Linked DNA regions of Hordeum vulgare: region 1 is linked to region 2. Evidence: chromatin contacts called from public Hi-C data. All regions are on one chromosome and are shown on one strand. The core of a region is the stretch at or near the end of the contact, and the rest is flanking DNA. Distances in the headings are between cores, read along the strand shown. Region 1 holds the start of LOC123441159 (TATA box-binding protein-associated factor RNA polymerase I subunit B-like). Region 2 has its middle 6.8 kb from the start of LOC123441141.

Region 1 (2,700 bases), core at 54-2,553, 170 kb before region 2:
AGTATAGCCATTACACAGACCCGTGTGGGGACCCTTGCTGGATTACTAGACAACCATAGTTCTGCAGGCAATGCCCACTCATAGATGCGGCAAGCATGAGGGAGTATTCTTTCTATCGGCAGAGACAACTCATTCAAGTAGCGTTGAGCAATAGCATAGAAATTAACAGAAGGAAGCTGCAATCCTATTCGTTGTGCTATGGACCCAGCTGAAGCTTCCAGTTGCCATGCTCCAATCACTCGGACTGGCCTGAATAGTTGTCTTGCACTCAAAGGGCAGTGTTTTAAAGAGACCCCAAGAAGCTTCTCTACTTCGGTAAATGCTGCCACATAAGGAAGCTTACCTTCCATTGCCCACCTGTAAATGTCAGTTGGTAGGATGGCTTCCCGGGCAATATGACAGGCCAGGAAACATACAGACAATGTTGAGTATACTGGCAGCATCGTTCTCAATGAGCGCAGAAAGATGAACTCAACCCTTCGCCTGTCTTTTCGTGGCAAGGCTTCCTCCACCCATTCACATTTCACCTCTTGAGGTTTTTGTTCGCCTGCACAGCAAGAGATACACATATGGCTAACTTTGTTCTGGCCTTTTCAATGTTATAATAACTGAACAAGAGCGTAAACTGATACCTCCACTGGCAGAGCACTTCTTCAGTCTCTGCGCGGCCTCGTCCTCTACGAGCACCTTCCGCACCCAAATTTCGTCGAACACCTTGGAGGCAGCAACCCACCGCACCCAGACAGTTCCAGCCAGGCCGCAGACAAGCGCGCCCACCCGGTACCTCTTGACCAGCACTTCCAGCTGCTGTTGCAGGATCACCTGCAGCCCCTGAACGTAGCGCCACCGGACCCGAGCACCCAGCTTCTCTGGCTCGCCCCAAGCCCCGGCGCCAACCACAAAGTCGAACGGCTCGTCGAGGTCAGGAAAGGCAGGCGCGGCAGGGGGCTGCCGAATGGGGTAAGGGGTTGGGTAGGGCGCGGGGGTGCGGGGTTTGGGGGTTTTGTTGGCTTGGCTAACACGGTGGAAGGACATGTTGCCGGTGACATGGAAATCGTCGGGATCCGCGGCAGTCGCCTGGGTGGAAGTGTGGACAGCGGAGCACTGGCGGCACGAGAAGAAGCCGTCCTGGGCGTCGTCGGGGTTGTACTCATCCGCCGCGCCGCAGTCGTCGCAGACCAGGCGGATTCTTCCTCCTTCGCCGCCGCCTCCTCCGTAGTTATCCGGGGAGGCGCCGCCGCCGTCATACATGGGAGAAGTGTCGGCTTGCGCCGGCAAGGGCGAGCACCGTGACTAGGGTCGAGCAGGGGACGGGGCGCGCCGCTCTCGCTGGCCCTTGAGAGTTAAGGGACTACCATAGCAGGCCCTGGGCCGTAGGCCTTCACTGGGCTATCTGTACACGTGAATTCGGATTTTCTGTAACCGGCCTAAGAAAAACGCTAACCGGCCTGAATGTCTTAAAAAAAAAGTTTACCAGCCTGAAAATAATCAAGCGAATTAAGGGCAACTGTTATCTCACTCCCAACCCCCTAAAAAAATCTGACTCCAAAACATTTTTCCCCAAACAAATTTAACTTCCAAGAAATCCTGGGTTTTTTAAACCTGCATTCTAATCTTCTTTTTTTAGCGGAAGTTGCATTCTAATCATTCCTCAAAACATTAACTCTAGGAAATTCATTTCAAAAGGCAATGCACGAAATCAAATTCAAACCACACATGTTCAAGAATTATACTCAGAGCTACGACATGGTTTGTTGGATATCATTAACAAGAACCGAAACAAAGTTCAATGAGAATAAACGGGAGGCGACATTGAGCATAGATCAAGGGCTTGCATTGCAAGTTGCACTACAACGATCTTGGCAGGATGACGGCTTTGGCGTGTCCATGATCTCACGACGAACTTGCTCAAAATCTTCTTTTACCATGCCATCAAATTGTCAAACATATGTGAGCATGAGTGCTTGCTCTGGCTCCTTCCTTTTGTTCGTCTCGGCCTCGGCAGCAGTCCTCAACATTTCCTCCTCGAGGACAAGCTTCTTCTCCTCAGCCACACCATTCCTCTCCTCGACATATGTCAACACCTTCATAGCCACTCTACCTTGTGATATTCCCTGCCTCCTGTTCGACAGCCAACTCTGTCGGAGACCAGTTTCGTGCCTATGGGAAAACCTCTCAAGAACCCGGTTCGAACACTGGGGAGTTGGTTGCACCCACAACCTCGCCTCATGACTACGTCAAAGCCATATACACTGCACACGAGAGGGACGCCGGACTTTACCCAGGTTCGGGCCACCTTGTGATGTAAAACCATACTCCTGCTTTGTGTTCTTCTCACTTGGGTTGCATAACTATTACAAGCTACAAGGAGGAAAAAGGTTCTCCGAGGGAGAATGGGGAATTTGGTCTCTCTTTCTCTGGTCGCTCTATCTCCCTTATCTACGGTGGCCTCATGCACCTCTTATCTTTACCATGGGCCTCTCTTCCCAAGACTCCGACAGGAAAAGGGCGACCACAAGGAGGCAATTCAAAGGGGGACAAACATGCAATCTCTCCTGAAAAAGGTGGTCTTCATCCTGCCAAAGGCGCTGTCCATGACGCGCTCGTGGGCTCGCCGGTGATGTTCATCCTCGTGATCGGTGTCACCTTGGTATCCTTGCACAAAACTGGTAAGTGTTGAGACTCGCCTTCTGGAAGGAC
Region 2 (2,700 bases), core at 74-2,573:
CCACCATATGATTGTGTTAAATCTCAGAGTAAATGTGCAAGGGTATCTTGCCCAAAACTGCATCAAACACCTTGTGGTCATTCTCCAAAGTGGCTAGTTTCACCACTTAACTTATTCTCCTTGCCCCAAAAATTTACCACGGTTCCCTGAGACCTAAAGCATCTCCACTAGCCACCTCAACGGATAGATGCATGATTGAGGGGGTGAAAGTCCACTTGCACCTCTCTAGACAACAAGTTTTTCCTCCCTCTTCAGCTTTTTCTCTTCGCTAGCCTGCTACCAGAGCATCCCAAGCACTTTCTCCCTTTTTTAACCCTCATGCAGCAAAAGGGCGCAAGTGGCCGCGCCAGAGCGCGTCAGTGGCATCATCATGCCGGCCAAAAATGCGCTCTGGAGCGTGCTATAGTGCACCTGAGAGCTGACTTTGCTCAAAGCCCATCCCCTTGCCGCCGAGCCACTCTCGCGCCGCCGAGGCTTCTGTTCAGCGACACGCGAGAGTGTCGGAGCCCCTCTCTCTCTCTCTCTCTCTCTCTCTCTCTCTCCTCTCTCTCTCTCTCTCTCTCTCTCTCTCTCTCTCTCTCTCTCTCTCTCTCACACACACACACACACACACACACTGTGCAGCGCGCGCCCGTGGCTGCCCGAGCCGGCCAATGTGTGAGCTCACATGCGCGGAAACCCCCGCTCCCTCTCCTCTCCCCACGACCATAGACGATCCCCAGGAACGCCTCCGAGCAGCATGTCCCTCTCGTGTGAACCACATCATCGCCTGCAACCTCGATAGCACATGGGTCCACAGTGAGCCCGTGCCCTGGCTATATAAAGCCACCCCGCTCCGCCTTTCCCGTGGACTCTCTTCCCCTCCCCAAATCGACCACTTGGACCACCATAGCCACCCGAAAGCCACACGAGCTCGAGGTCGAGCTCGAGCTCCGTCGGAAGGACCCGCCGTCAATTCGCTCGGTACGACCTTCCCCCGTTGTCGTTCTTTTTTGATTTGGAGCCTGTGCAGCCTCCTGATCCTCCCCCTCTCCCTCATGTTTTGCAGTCGGAGCCGACGTCGGCGGCCCCCTCCCGAAGCTCCTCCACCACGTTCTTCGTCGCTGGTGAGCAGCTGCTCCTCCCCGTCCATCTCCACCTCCCCCCGACCGGCGACTCAACCATGCATCCATCCCTGCAGCTCCCTCGTCTCGTAGAGCACTCCTCCGCCGCCGGTGAGCATCGTCCCCTCTTTGTCGCGAGGAAGGAGATGACAAGTGAGCCTCGCTTGTCATCCTCTCTCTCACCAGGGGCCCGTCTGTCGAGTTTGAACCCAGGCAGGCGCGCGCTTGGCTCGCCTAGGCCGACTCAGTTGGCTAGCCTGGCTTGGCCATGCCAATTAGGACCATGGAGCACAGTGCATTTTCCCTTTTTATTTCCTTGCAAGGTTGCAAAAATCCCCCAGACTTAAATATTTATCCAAATCTAGTGATTCCAATTTCTAAAAATTTGTAATAATACAGCCTATTTATTAGTGCCACTTGTGCAATTTTTGAAAAGAGTTTTAGACACTGTTTTGTTTTAGAACCTTTTTAAAAGCATTTTTTACTTTCTGTTAAATTGCTTTTCACAATTTTTTACACTTGAAAACTAAAACCAAATAATTTTTACAGTACTAATACTCACCCTAATATTTTACAAAAATAAATGGACATTTTTTGGCGTGATTTATTTTCTCTGTTTTTGTCGTGCTCTTATTTTTGCCTGTATTATTCTGACAAATAGATTACGTTGTTGACGAAGAGCTTGGATCGGAAGACTTTGAAGACCCTAAGAACTTTGTTGAGGAAGGCAATCAGCCCCTTGACCATGACTTGAAACCCTTTTGCATGGCATATATCACTTACTTTTTGCATTGAATCATGGTGACTATGGTGACCACCTCTATGGGTTGCACCCGTTAATTCCTCGTTGATACTAGCATTGCATAACTCTATATGTGTTTAGAGTTGTGCGAGCGGGAAGTAGATAGATTGCTATGTAGTTGCTACACAAATGGGATGGGACTATGCATGGTGATGGAAACAGTCGTGTTTTCAAAGACTTCTCGAAAATCTGTCGGGTGCCACTAATGCCCGAGGAAGATGGTGTTGAGACTAAGTGACCACTTGAGAAAGAAGTGGTGTACCAAGGTAGATGTGTGTGTGTTTTAAAAAACAGAGAGATTTATGATTTGTCGACCGTCCCAACCTTACATGTACAACCACGATACCCCTTATGGTACGGGGCGGGAGTGACGTGGTCACTCTCGAAACGGGGTCGTGCCAGGAAGGACGACCATGGGCTGAAAACGAACATCGGGCGCGCCGTTGCGTGCCCTCGTGGGTGATACTAATGATGTACATCACAAGGAATGGCACCAACGAGTGGACTCTTTGTTAGTATCATCATGAAAAAGGCATTGTTCGGATATTTACCTTAGGTACCAAAAATACCGCGAGTCGTGAATTGCCACGGAAGTTTCCCGAGTCTTTTCGGTAAAGTGTGCAACCTCTGCAAGATGTAAAACTATTCGAATAGTCGTGTCTATGATCAAGGACAGTTGGATGGTGCTGCTTAAACTATGTCCGATGTTTTTCTAAATGGGTGTGCGTGTGAGAAGGATGATAATGTGAGAAAGGTGACACATGTGCTAAGTCGCGTGACAACGGAACATGAGAT

Evidence for each region. Hi-C and Micro-C count contacts between places; a contact is called where the count stands out from the background.
Region 1: a Hi-C map of leaf shows a contact between it and region 2, with 4 times the contacts expected there. The contact joins the promoter of LOC123441159 here to the enhancer-like site in region 2. A contact is called at or near these places in 2 of 6 Hi-C or Micro-C datasets (leaf and seedling).

Annotation. Positions count from the first base shown.
Region 1 is chr1H:411,232,228-411,234,927 of MorexV3_pseudomolecules_assembly, reverse strand. LOC123441159 (TATA box-binding protein-associated factor RNA polymerase I subunit B-like) reads right to left here and starts at 1,303. Exons shown (of 5, transcript XM_045117666.1): 1 at 633-1,303; 2 at 1-547. The coding sequence starts at 1,251.
Region 2 is chr1H:411,060,599-411,063,298 of MorexV3_pseudomolecules_assembly, reverse strand. No RefSeq gene overlaps it. Among protein-coding and RNA genes, the nearest start is that of LOC123441141, 6.8 kb to the right of the region's middle. Within about 2 kb of position 1,323, at least 1 of the 3 cell types and tissues checked has open chromatin away from gene starts, as enhancers often do. A contact at or near this core is called in leaf, where this site is marked.